Regions from separate parts of the Zea mays genome. Here region 1 is linked to region 2. The links are chromatin contacts, called in public Hi-C maps. All regions are on one chromosome and are shown on one strand. Each heading gives the region's core, a stretch centred on a gene start, on an enhancer-like site or on the middle of the called end of the contact. The rest is flanking DNA. Distances are from core to core; before and after follow the strand shown. Region 1 has its middle 20 kb from the start of LOC103652321. Region 2 holds the start of LOC100273645 (60S ribosomal protein L13).

Region 1 (6,182 bases), core at 737-3,236, 230 kb before region 2:
ACCGACCCGCATAACCCGCTTTTCGGCCCGCTTTTTCGTGCTAAACGGGCCGGGCTCGAACAGAAAATTGAGTCCTTGTGCTTAGACGGCCTGACCCGGTTTTCTATTCGTGCCTGGCGGGCCGGGCTTCACCGGGCCCGGGCCGGGCGGCCCGTTTGGCCATCTCTAGGCATAGCCTATAATTAATTTAATTAGATCAAATAAATTATAGGCACATGTATATTAAATGTGTTGTGTGGGGGATTTGGGAGCCATTTGGGGCCGTTGGGACGCCTAGGTCCAACAAGGGCCGTCTGGACTCTGGAGCTGTCATGACGTACGGTGGTATTGTTTATATAACCGTCATGTGTGGATAGATTTATTTTGCCACTTGGGTCAATTAATAGAGTTAATGACTATATTATTCTAGAATTTGTTTGCTTTTCCGCCTTTTGCATCTGTACCATGGCATGATCCATTCTATATATCCAACGCTTGCCTATTTAATTAAGCGCTCAGGATATCGAAGCGTACGTGAGGAGCAAAGAAATACAGCACCCAGCCAACACAAGTCGAAAACGAGACATGCATTACGCAAACGTAACGAACGCCTAAAACATTTGAAATTGGAAGACATTTTTAAATGTGTTTGTCTTAAGTTTCTAAGAATTGTATATTTAATTTCTAGATTGACATATTACATTTAAGTCTTGTTCTGTGAAGCTTCGACACCGACTTCAAATTTGGCTCCCTGTTCCTTGCGCTAGAGAAAGAGTAAGGCCATGTTTGAGATAGGTAGCTCTAGGAAAGTTGGTGGAGAAGGTTATTAGGTGCTCTAGATCGTGAAGCTAGAGCTATAAGCCTTAAAAATACATTTAGATAAGTTATTTCGCTTATTATTTAGATTAAAAATATTTTTAAAATTATTTAAATTGATATTGTAAACTACAACTCCACACTAGGGAGTTGGAACCTGGAGCTATTCCAAACACCCTTAAATGATCCGTCTTCATTTCTCTCCGTTCAGAGCTAGTTTGACAACTTTATTTCCCTAAATGATTTTTATTTTTTCATTAAAAAATAAACTAGTTTTTCTTGAAAATGAAATCTCTTAAAAAAATAAGGTTGTCAAACTAGCCATGATCCATGATTTTGGGTTTTCCGGATCTTGCTCCTGTGTGTACTTTGAACCCGGTTGGGAGAGAGATAGAGAACTGGGTTGGGTTCATTCACTGTTGTGGTTGCCATGCCACGGCCACGCACTCCGGGCACTGCGCCAACGCCTGGTGATGGCGCATGCAGGTGGCAGGCGACCGGAGATCGAGCCAAAGGATCCCTCCAGTCCAGATGCAGTACAGTGCTGCTCAATGTGCAGCGTGGTACGACTCTTTATACATACACGATCACTGCTCAGTGCCCATGTATGCAGGTACTATGTAACGTAACGTAAGGCACGTACGTGTGGCGCGTTACACATGCATGTCCGTCGTCGATCGTTGCTGGCACGGCGCGGAGACCAAGCCATGCCCGTGTGCCTGAGCTAGCTGAGCGCATGTACTATACGTAGTACATGGATGCTGCACTGCATGCCCTGTGGCCTGTGTGTGGCTGCTGGCACGGTAAACGGCCGGGGTGCAATGGAGCAGCAGGCGCTGCCCCATCATCGTCCATGCATCCACACGCATACATTAATATATAGTATGGAGTAAGTACTACGCCGTGCCCTTTCGTCGGCTCGTGATCACCCTGCTGCTGCTGCTGCATGCCGTGTGTGATGTGTACGTACTGGTGCGTCGCAATTCACATGCAATATATATATATATATATATATATATATATATATATATATATATATATATATATATATATATATTAATATTAATGGAGCTGCATATGTTGAGCAAGTGAGCATCAAGTGTACCTCGTCCCAGGCACGCCCCCGGTACTCGCGCGTTGCCGGGGCACGTGTACCGTGTACGTATATATATGCACAGTAACACGGCAACCTGCCTGGCAGTCTGGCACGCGTGACGTAGTAAGTCCAACGGGCACAGCTGAGCTCGTAGGTCGCTCGTACAGTACTCAGTGAAATGTAATGTCACGGAAGATCTCAATCAATGCAATCTACTTTACATCATATATGCTAGACTGAACAATTACATATCACACAAATACACTTTCTGGAAAACTAATATTATTGCAGAAGAGTTTGATAAATAAAAGTTTCAAATTTCAAATCTTAATAACTTAAAAAACGTAGCTTTCAAATATTTACAAACCTATAGGCTTGAAATGAAATGCATTGTTGGCTTAATAATGCATGTCGTTGCGTACCAGTACAGAAATATAGAGATGCAGTAGAGAGCGGGGCATAGGTTGATGGTCGTGTTGAATCTGGACATGACTAAGCTAGCAGCTGCAGGCAGTACGTTAGCTAGAGAGGTTTGAGCCGCCTCTCTTCATCTAACGACGACAACATTGGGGCCTTTACGGTGGCACTGGCGATGCATCTAAAGGCGGCGCTTGGAAAGGCCTCACAAGCAGAGGTGAAAACGGTCGAAAAAAACCCCACTCACGGTTGTCACCCGTATAAACTTTAGTTCGGTTGTAGTCGAAAAACAGGAAAGTCGAAGACGGATAAAAGTCCGTAAATTCCCGTATATCAAAAATAGATAAATCTGGATAAAATATCTCGGATTCGGTCGGAAAACGGTAACTTAAATTGGAAATACTCACAATAAAAGAGTCCTAACCACACATAATTGTTCACTAGGTGAGTATTCGTACGTTGCAACGAGAATATATAATACCATGATAACTTATATATAAAATATGTCTTATATTGTTATCACTACCGGAATCGCGTAAGGCTATTTTACACTCGGCAAAGAACACTCGGCAAAGATTTCATCGGCAAAGGGTTCTTTGCCGAGTGCTTTTTTTCGGACACTCGGCAAAATTTTGCCGAGTGTCAAAAAACACTCGGCAAATTAAGAATCGAAAAAATTAAAAAAAACAGCAAAACATTTTTTAAATTCTAGGAACAACTCTCCAACCCTACCCTATTACCTTACCTGTTGCCCTATCATTTTTCACTATTATTTTGAATCAAACTTATATGTTTTGTAAATGGTGAGATTCGAACTCGCAACCTCTCTCTCGCGCATACCCTCCTATACCACTACACTACTACACCAATTATGTTTATATTACGATTTCCATTCCCCATGTACTATATATAAGAAAATGTTTCATAATACATTTGTGATCCTAGCCATACATAAATTTTATTATTTTAATTTAGTTGTTTCACTACTATATTGCAACTATCAGTATCATGCAGACTTCGATATATGTCACGATTTACATGGTCTCATCATTGGAGAACACGTGCCACACCTGTCGGTAGAAGTTCCGTCATACATCTTTAGTCATAAGGCACGTACCACCATACACGCTTGCTTAAACAAAAAGACAAGTGTGTGTTTGCGAAGAGAATTAAAGTCAGACCGGCACAAAAGCTACCCGACGATGGCGAGTGGTCATTGTTGTCGGTCCTTGTCGGCGTTTCGACCCCAGGGGGTCCCTGGACCGACAAGTAAATTGCCGCCGCGTGTCCCAGCCCAGATGGATCGGTGCGAGACGGAGCACGAAGGGGGAAGAGACAGGCGTAAAGGGGAAACCCGCAGCCTTCGTGTTGCCCTACGCCCAGGTCGGGTGCGCTTGCAGTAGGGGGTTACAAGCGTCCGCGTGGGAGAGCCTTATGCGCCGGCCCGTTGTCCCGCGCGGCCAACCTTCTCGTATGAGAGCCCTGGACCTTCCTTTTATAGGCGTAAGGAGAGGGTCCAGGTGTACAATGGAGGGTGTAGCAGTGTGCTAACGTGTCTAGCAGAGAGGAGCTAGAGCCCTAAGTACATGCCGTCGTGGCAGCCGGAGAGGTTTTGGCACCCTGTTCATGTGATGTCGTGGCTGTCGGAGGAGCGCTGGAGCCTTGCGGGAGGACAGCTGTCGGGGCTGTCGAGTACTTGCTGACGTCTCCTTGCTTCCTTTAGGGGCTGAGAGCCGCCGTCGTCATGGAGCACGCGGGGCGCCATCATTATTTGTTTACCGGGGCGAGCCAGATGGGACGCCAGTCTTGTCCCCCGTAGCCTGAGCTAGCTAGGGGTAGGGTAATGATGGCCCCCTCTGTGACGTGGTCGGTCCGAGCCCTGGGTCGGGCAAGGCGAAGGCTCCTCCGAGGTCGAGGTCGAGTCTGTCTTCCGAGGTCGAGGTCGAGTCCGAGCCCTGGGTCGGGCGAGGTGGAGACCGTCGTCCGAGGCCAAGGCTGAGTCCGAGCCCTGGGGTCGGGCGAGGTGGAGTTCGTCGTCTTCCGGAGCGGAGGCTGGGTCCGAGCCCTAGGGTCGGGCGAGGCGGAGTTCGTCGTCTTCCGGAGCCGAGGCTGAGTCCGAGCCCTGGGGTCGGGCGAGGCGGAGTCCATCGTCCGAGGCCGAGACGGGGGCCGAGCCCTGGGGTCGGGCGAGGCGGAGCTTCCTATGGCGCCCGAGGCCGAACTTGGCTGCTGTCAGCCTCACTCTGTCGAGTGGCACAGCAGTCGGAGCGACGCAGGTGGCGCTGTCTTCTTGTCAGGCCGGTCAGTGGAGCGGCGAAGTGACTGCGGTCACTTCGGCTCTGTCGACTGGAGCGCGCGTCAGGATAAGGTGTCAGGCGATCCTTGCATTAAATGCTCCTGCGATACGGTCGGTTGGCGTGGCGATCTGGCCAAGGTTGCTTCTCTGCGAAGACTGGGCCTCAGGCGAGCCGAAGGTGCGTCCGTTGCTTGAGGGGGCCTCGGGCGAGACGTGAATCCTCCGGGGTCGGCTGTCTTTGCCCGAGGCTGGGCTCGGGCGAGGCGAGATCGTGTCCCTTGGGTGGACTGAGCCTTGACCTTAATCGCGCCCATCAGGCCTTTGCAGCTTTGTGCTGATGGGGGTTACCAGCTGAGATTAGGAATCTTGGGGGTACCCCTAATTATGGTCCCCGACAGTAGCCCCCGAGCCTCGAAGGGAGTGTTAATACTCGCTTGGAGGCTTTTGTCGCACTTTTTTGCAAGGGGGCCGGCCTTTCTCGGTTGCATTTCGTTCCGGGGGGTGCGCGCGAGCGCACCCGCCGGGTGTAGCCCCCGAGGCCTCGGAGGAGTGGTTTGACTCCTTCGAGGTCTTAGCGCGTTTCGTAATGCCTCGGCCGATCTGGTTGTTCCCTCATGCGAATTGGCCGTAGCCCGGGTGCATAGTCGAGTCACACGTTCTCGGGCTGGTATGTTGACGCCGTCAACGGTTGGCCAGAGCCGGGTTCGCGAGAGCAGCCCCCGAGCCTCTGCACAGAGCAAGAGGACGGTCAAGGACAGACTCGGCTTTTTTCATACGCCCCTGCGTCGCCTTTCCACAAGGAGGAGGGGGGAAAGCGCCATGTTGCCCTCGGAGGGCGCCGAACATGGTGTCTCCAGTGAGTTGCTAACAGGTAATCCAAGTGGACGCCCGTGCCCCATTCGTTAGGGGTCGGCTAGTGGCCCGGAGGCGCGCTCCAAAAGTACCTGCGGGTGACTTGCCGGACCCGATCCCCTTTTGACGGGGTCCGAGGGCTCGATGCCTCCCTCTGGTGGGATTCCGTTACAAAATCGTTCCCGTCGGTCTCGGAAATGTCCTAGGGTACCTCGGGAGCGTAGCCCGAGCCTTGGTTATGTATCGAATGTACCCAGGGTCATCCCTCGCTCTGCGTCTGAGGCGGCTGTCGAACCCTTCGGGGGCCAGCCTATGAACCCCTGATCAGTAGTGGGCGCGGAGCCCGAGTGGCCTGAGGCGGCCGTTGAACCCTTCCGAGGGGCTAGCCTTCGAACCTCTGACCAGTAGTGGGCGCGGAGCCCGAGTGCTCTGAGGCGGCTGTTGAACCCTTCCGAGGGGCCAGCCTTCGAACCTCTGATCAGTAGGGGGGCTCGGGGCCCGTTTCCTTCGCGGAGAAGGATCCCTTTCAGAGTATCCCCTTTCCCGGTCCCTGTGGCAAGAGAGAGAAAGAGGAAGTGGAAAAGGATACGAAATCGAATGACGTGGCGCACCTTTTTGACGCGGTCATTATGGCGGAGGTGAAGTGTCGCCTGCTTCGCCTGCCAAAGGCGCCGCCTGTCCTGCCGCAGAGTTAATGCGACGGGACGAGTGGTTCGCGGGGCAGCT
Region 2 (6,655 bases), core at 1,323-3,822:
GACGAGTTCGCCTGTGAACGGCCCACCGGACAGTCCGGTGCACCACCGGACAGTCCGGTGAATTATAGCCGTACACCGCCATCGAAGTCCCAAGAGCAGCCACTTCGCTCGAGCCAGCCTGGCGCACCGGACACTGTCTGGTGCACCACCGGACACTGTCCGATGCACCACCGGACAGTCCGGTGCTCCCAGACTCAGCAAAGTCTTGGCTGTTCGAGCCAAGGCATTTTCAATTGGATTTTTCCTGTTTCCAGCACTTAGACACAATACATTAGTCCATAAAACAATGTACTAAGTCTGAGAAACATACCTTTATCCTTGATTTGTACTTTGTCCATCTTTTACACTTAGGCACTTGTGTTGGACACTAAATCACCAAAATACTTAGAAATGGCCCAAGGGCACATTTCCCTTTCAGTTGCGAGCTCTTGTTGCGACTTGTGTGTGTGTTGATACTTTGATTCTTGTGTCTTGTGTGCGTTGCTAATCCTCCCTTGCTCTGTGTTTCTTTGTGAATTTCAAGTGTAAGGGCGAGAAGCTCCAAGTTGTGGAGATTCCTCGCAAACGGGATAAAGAAAAGCAAGCAAAACACTGTGGTATTCAAGTGGGTCTTTGGACCGCTTGAGAGGGGTTGATTGCAACCCTCGTCCGTTGGGACGCCACAACGTGGAGTAGACAAGCGTTGGTCTTGGCCGAACCACGGGATAACCACCGTGCCATCTCTGTGTTTTGATCTGTTGTGGTTATTGCGTTTTGACTTCTCTCTAGCCACTTGGCAATTATTGTGCTAACACTTAACCAAGTTTTTGTGGCTTAAGTTTTAAGTTTTACAGGATCACCTATTCACCTCCCCCTCTAGGTGCTCTCACTTACCGATAGTGGTGGAGGACACATTAAAATTAAGATGTTGCTGACATAACGGCGAAATAAAATTTACTATTACCTTATTCCAGAGTCATCATGATCATAATCCATTTATAACTAAATGTTGTATAGCGAATGAATCTGAAAAAAGAGAAATGTGTTATTAATAGCAAATTGAGGTAAAATTTGTTAAACAATTGAAATAAGAATATACATTTCCACGGATTCATTTTTAAATAAGAGAAATGTGTTATTAATAGCAAATTGAGGTAAAATTTGTTAAACAATTGAAAAAAGAGACATGGAGGGCGATGTAGGAGAAGAGGCGATGAGATACGATGTACCACATCACCATGTCCACGACGGAAGCCAATACTTGTTGTTGGGTTGTTGCAGCGCGGGGCGGATCTGCGAGGAGGAGCTCGGGCGGCACGATGGCTCGCGGGGAGCACCTCATCTTGCCGGCTGTCAAGGAGCTGTGGTGGAGCTCGCCTGGCTAGGCAGACAGGCGACCTGGGACTAGGAGGCGTCGTCGAAGCCGAGTCGGCCTAGGCGTGGGTGGTCCGGAGCTCGAGCTCGGTGAAACAGGGAGATTGGAGTTGGCACCTGGTGGAACAGGGACATGACAACGACAGACGACCGACAGAGCTTAGATGCTGGCGTCGACGGTCGAAAGCGGGTGCGTTATGCGTGCATCGGTCTTGCCCAAATAGTAGGGTTAGGACTTAGAAATTAGTTTTTTTTACTGTGGGTCTCTAGTTGGGCTGGGACAAGGTGTTGCTCGAGCAACGCCTCCGCTCTTGCTTACCGGCAAATGCATCTTCAAGAGATGAGACCATACTTTTGCTCAGTAATTTTAAGAACGGGTTTGGTGACCAGAGAATTGAAGAGGATTCATGTGGAAGAATCCTCTTGCACACCATACAAAGCCCTGTCACGCCATGAAAGGGAAAATATGCACCAACAAACAACCCGTACATATACAATAGCGGTCCTAATCCACAACAACAAAGAATACTACCTCCTTTTACAAATATATGATAATATTGACCTTTTTTCTAAAAAAACTTTCACCACTCATCTTATTCAAAATATTTATTCAAAAATGTAACATTTTAAGTCATGTTCAAATGACCTCCAATGATAAAAATAAATTATAAAAAAATAAACAACAACTCACGATTTTTTTAAATAAGATAAGTAATTAAAGTTTTTTAAAGTCAACGACAAAATATATTTGTGAACTCATGGACTATATTTCAACTCGATAGTCGGCCATTGTTTGTTTTCGGTCACGTAATTCTAAAACCGTATATATTTTGTTCATCAAACTTTTAACACATGAAAGTTTACCCTTCGAGTAGGTAAATTTAAGATGGTTTTATGTTTATAAAAAAGTAAAAGACCATTTAAAAATCATATTTATTTATGTTTAAATCAGAAAACACGACAATTTTCTCCCTAAATATGAAACGTGCACCTACGGCCCAAACAGCATGGAACGGAACGGGGACGTAGAGGCCCACCTCATGGAAATATTTTCACTTGTCCATTAGAAAGGCCCGATGAGATCCGCCCACTCAACGGCCCATCAATTCCGTCACCAGAATGGTGAGATCTCGGCCGTCCAAGCTAGGGCTCGCGCCTCCTCTCCTCCGACCCCTATAAGCACCCAACCCTAGCGCAAAACCCCGCCTCCGCTGGACACCCCGCTCCGCCTCCACTCCTCGCGCCGCTGCCGCATCTCCTCTACAGGTAAGACCTTTTGCTCGTCGGCTTCCTACCTCCTGGGCTTCGTTCTGTGCTGCGTGTGGGTTCGTTGCCCGTCTGATCTCGGTTGTTAATCGACTGCTTAGCCGTGGCCTGTGGGATGCGCACGCGGATCTTGCTGCGCGACGGCTCTGGGTTCCTCTTGATCCGTTTCCTAGCGCTGACCATAGGATCTGGTGTGCTCTCGATGCGTTTGTGTGCATTGGTGTTGCAACTTGCTCGAGGCGCTGCTAACGAGAGCATAGGGTGGAGCTGGCGGCAGCTCGTTGATTCTTGTTCCCGTGGTGTGCTCGTTGCTCGTCTCTGCTGATGCCGTCACTGTTGCGTTGTTGATGTGTACAGGTAAGAAGGAGAGAAAGAGGGCGAAATGGTGAAGCACAACAACGTCATCCCCAACGGGCACTTCAAGAAGCACTGGCAGAACTATGTCAAGACATGGTTCAACCAGCCCGCCCGCAAGCAGAGGCGCCGCATCGGTGAGCTCATCGCCATTTTTTAGCCTACCTACAACATTTCGCGTGCTTGTTGAATTCAAACTAGCTAATAAACAGGTCACTTGTCCTGCCCATTGCAATTGCCTCATCCCCATCGATAATGAACCAGTGCAAGGTTTAGTTTGTTGCAATCTAGTATGTTTGGTTTCGTATTGGCTTGCTAAATAAGTTAGTTTTAACACTAGTTTGTTCATCCTTTAAACTGTAACACCAGTTGGCTGTTCCTTGTTTGTACCATGACACCACCTAGTATTCAGGCCTGGCGGCCTGCACTAGCTAAGCCTGGATAGCTCCCAAGCCACCACCTACCGGGTGTCCGGGTGAATATGCTAATCGGGTTTGCTATGCTTGTATCTGATTTGCAGTGCATTGTTTTCCCTTTATGCTATCGATGAAGTAACCAAACTAAAAGTTCACTTGCTTTACTCAACAATTGCTTTCATTGATTTACTTGTTATGTATGATTTCCCCCCTATTGCACCTGCTGACAAGCGTATAATTTACCCTGCTATGTTCTCTGTGCAGCACGTCAAAAGAAGGCTGTGAAGATATTCCCACGACCAACTGCTGGCCCTCTTCGTCCCATTGTTCAATGCCAGACTCTCAAGTACAACATGAAGTCAAGGGCTGGGAGAGGCTTTACCCTTGAGGAGTTGAAGGTGATGCATTGTTTGCTCTTGAGCCATGTTTGTTTTGTTGTTCTCATATCAAATGAATTGCTGTTGTATGTATGCCACATGCTATTTTTGTGTGAACCGCTGTATAGAGGCTGATATGCTGTCTTTTGCATGACCACAAATTTTCTAATGTTTATAAATTTTGCTATCTCATGGTGTTTAATTTTTGCTGTTCCTTTTCTACTTGTTGAATTACCTTGTGTTATCTTGATATTAGAAGTAACTATGTTGATTGCAGGCTGCGGGCATTCCAAAAAGGCTTGCTCCAACCATTGGCATTTCTGTGGATCACCGCCGCAAGAACAAATCCCTTGAGGGGCTGCAGGCCAATGTCCAGAGGCTTAAGACATACAAGGCCAAGCTGGTTATCTTCCCAAGGCGTGCTCGCAAGGTCAAGGTATGAGTAGTCATCTTTTCCTGAACAATTAAGTATCTCTTGAAGGCATTGTCTCTGGCTGCTTTGATCTCAAAATCCCTTATCACCTACTTTTGTTGCAGGCTGGTGACTCTACTCTGGAGGAGCTTACCACTGCTACCCAGGTACAGGGTGACTACATGCCAATTACTCGCGGTGAGAAGCGCTCTGTAGAGGTTGTGAAGGTCACAGATGAGATGAAGGCGTTTGCGGCCTATGGCAAGCTCCGCCTTGAGCGGATGAACAAGAAGCACCTCGGTGCCCGCCAGAAGAAGGCAGCTGAGGCAGAGAAGGAAGACAAGAAGTGAAGCAGCCAAACTTTGTAGCCTGTTTTGTTCTGTTCAGTCATAGCGAGATGCTACTTCCATCAAGTGCTTGTTCCAAGTTTTTTTTGGGTGCTGGAAATAGAGACCAGTCAAATATTTTGGTGTCCTACTGTTTGATACCTTGTATTTGTTTGCGAACTCAGCTATCTAATGGGTTAATGAATTCTTGGCGACGCACGATTCTGCCTTAATGTTTTGAATTTATATAGCATCTTAAATGTTCCTGCTGCGGCCATGGCTATCTCCAGTCTCCAGTGGATGCCCCAAAGGCTCAAACGGTATACTCTCTTTCTGCGAGAAGGTCTCTCGTTCGTGTGTTCGCAGTTGTCTCGTGTTTTCCACAAGCGCGATAGCTATATGAGTTTATGGTATCTTGCGAGAGCTATATGATTTGTATGGTATCTTGTGAGCTTAGATACCTTCACTAAGAGTTGTAATGGTATTGTAGAACGGTGGTAGTATCTTCTAAGAGCATACGTTCAATTTAATTTAGAGTGTTTGGTTCTTTAGTCACTTCTAAATTTTAGTCATACTTTAGCAGTTTAGGGATTACTTTAGTCACTAAAATTTAGATGGTGGGATCAACACCCCTTTAATTGAGTTGACATAAATCTTGAGCATAACAAAGACCGAGATTGTTAGCAACTAAGATTTATATTTGCTCTGTTTCTCTATTCTTGCTGCTATTTTTGTTTCTCTGTTCTTGCTGCTATGAAAAGAAAAAGAAAGGAAATTAATTCTAATCCTAGTTGTGGGCTCCTAGCAAACTCTTATGTCTTATCAGCACTATATATACGTGAAAACTCCTTGTCTTGTCAAGGTTATAAATATATAAAACTCAGTTGTACATATTAGTACCTAGAAGAATAAATAATATTATATCTCTTGTATTCTACCTGCATCTATTAAAGATAATGTAAAATTATGCATAAGTGAAGGTTTTCCACATTCACATATATGTATTTTATATCCTATACTCAATACAAATAAAAAACAAAGTCTACTTATATAATATATATATAGAAACCATAACAATGCACGGCCCCACATATATATGTTATTTGTCGCGCTAAGTGATGATCACATATCCTGAAATAACTTAACAAATATAAGTTATTCGTGATATTTGTAAGTTATTTTAGGGTTAGTGATCATCACATAGGGTGATGAATAGTGTTGCTCTATATATTTGTTTTTTTAGGTGGGCACTATATATATGTTGTAAATACTAATATCTAGCGAAATAAAGAACAAACTATCTAAGGTGTCTATGTGTTCTATTTTATCTACTATATTGACAATAATAGAAAGGGAGAAATGTTCTGATCACCGGCGATTTATTTTAAAACATGTTATTAGCACGCCTATATTGACATAGTAGTTGAAGTTGAAATAATCTAGGTCTCTAGTTGGGCCACAATAACAGAGATTGATTAAGTTTATGTAGTATTTGTGTCCTTATTAATAGAGACCAATCATCGTTTTTAAAAGACGAGTGAGAAGATTAAAAAACGGATAATTCTAAGTGTTAAGGAGCTGTTGAACATATAGATTAATGACAGAACATTATAAATTAGTTTTGTATGTGGAAAATTTAGAGAACGTGTTCTAGAGTTATTTTTTTAATAGGATAAGACCACCTCTCTCTACATATATGAGAGGATCATAACCGATCGAGATACCTAATATCTCATTGATAAAAAAAATATATCTACTATCTTTTCTCTCTCTCTTCATCTCTTTCCTCGACGGGTCTTCTCGGGAGATGTTTGTAAGTATACCGGCGAAGAACATGATCGACATCGATTTGATTGGTATATAGACCAGTTTATCATTTTTTTTATATTCCTGGCTGCGTTCAAAGTCGTACGTTTACCGTTTACCGTGGACGTACTAGCCTTAACAAGGCAAGAGGTGGTGTGTAATATGGATCTCTTATAGTGTTGGGGTTGTCCTTAACAAGGCAAGAGGTGTATGCCAGCGGGCTGTGGTGACATGCCTCGCAAGATCCGCACAACAAAGTGTGAATGAATGGGAAGTTAGAAACCAAGATAGGACTAATAGAATCATCATCATTATCATCATCATCATCCATATTCATCGACGACC

What was found. A called contact is a pair of places that touch in the nucleus more often than the background predicts.
Region 1: a contact with region 2 is called in a Hi-C map of tassel, with 2.0 times the contacts expected there. The contact joins the enhancer-like site here to the promoter of LOC100273645 in region 2. A contact is called at or near these places in 3 of 25 Hi-C or Micro-C datasets (ear, endosperm and tassel).

Annotation. Positions count from the first base shown.
Region 1 is chr3:160,984,070-160,990,251 of Zm-B73-REFERENCE-NAM-5.0, reverse strand. No RefSeq gene overlaps it. Among protein-coding and RNA genes, the nearest start is that of LOC103652321, 20 kb to the left of the region's middle. Within about 2 kb of position 1,986, at least 5 of the 20 cell types and tissues checked have an H3K27ac peak or open chromatin away from gene starts, as enhancers often do. A contact at or near this core is called in ear and tassel, where this site is marked.
Region 2 is chr3:160,749,890-160,756,544 of Zm-B73-REFERENCE-NAM-5.0, reverse strand. It overlaps LOC100273645 (60S ribosomal protein L13), which reads left to right and starts at 2,572. Exons shown (of 5, transcript NM_001161720.1): 1 at 2,572-2,619; 2 at 2,977-3,110; 3 at 3,654-3,787; 4 at 4,044-4,202; 5 at 4,304-4,735. The coding sequence starts at 3,002. The coding sequence ends at 4,528.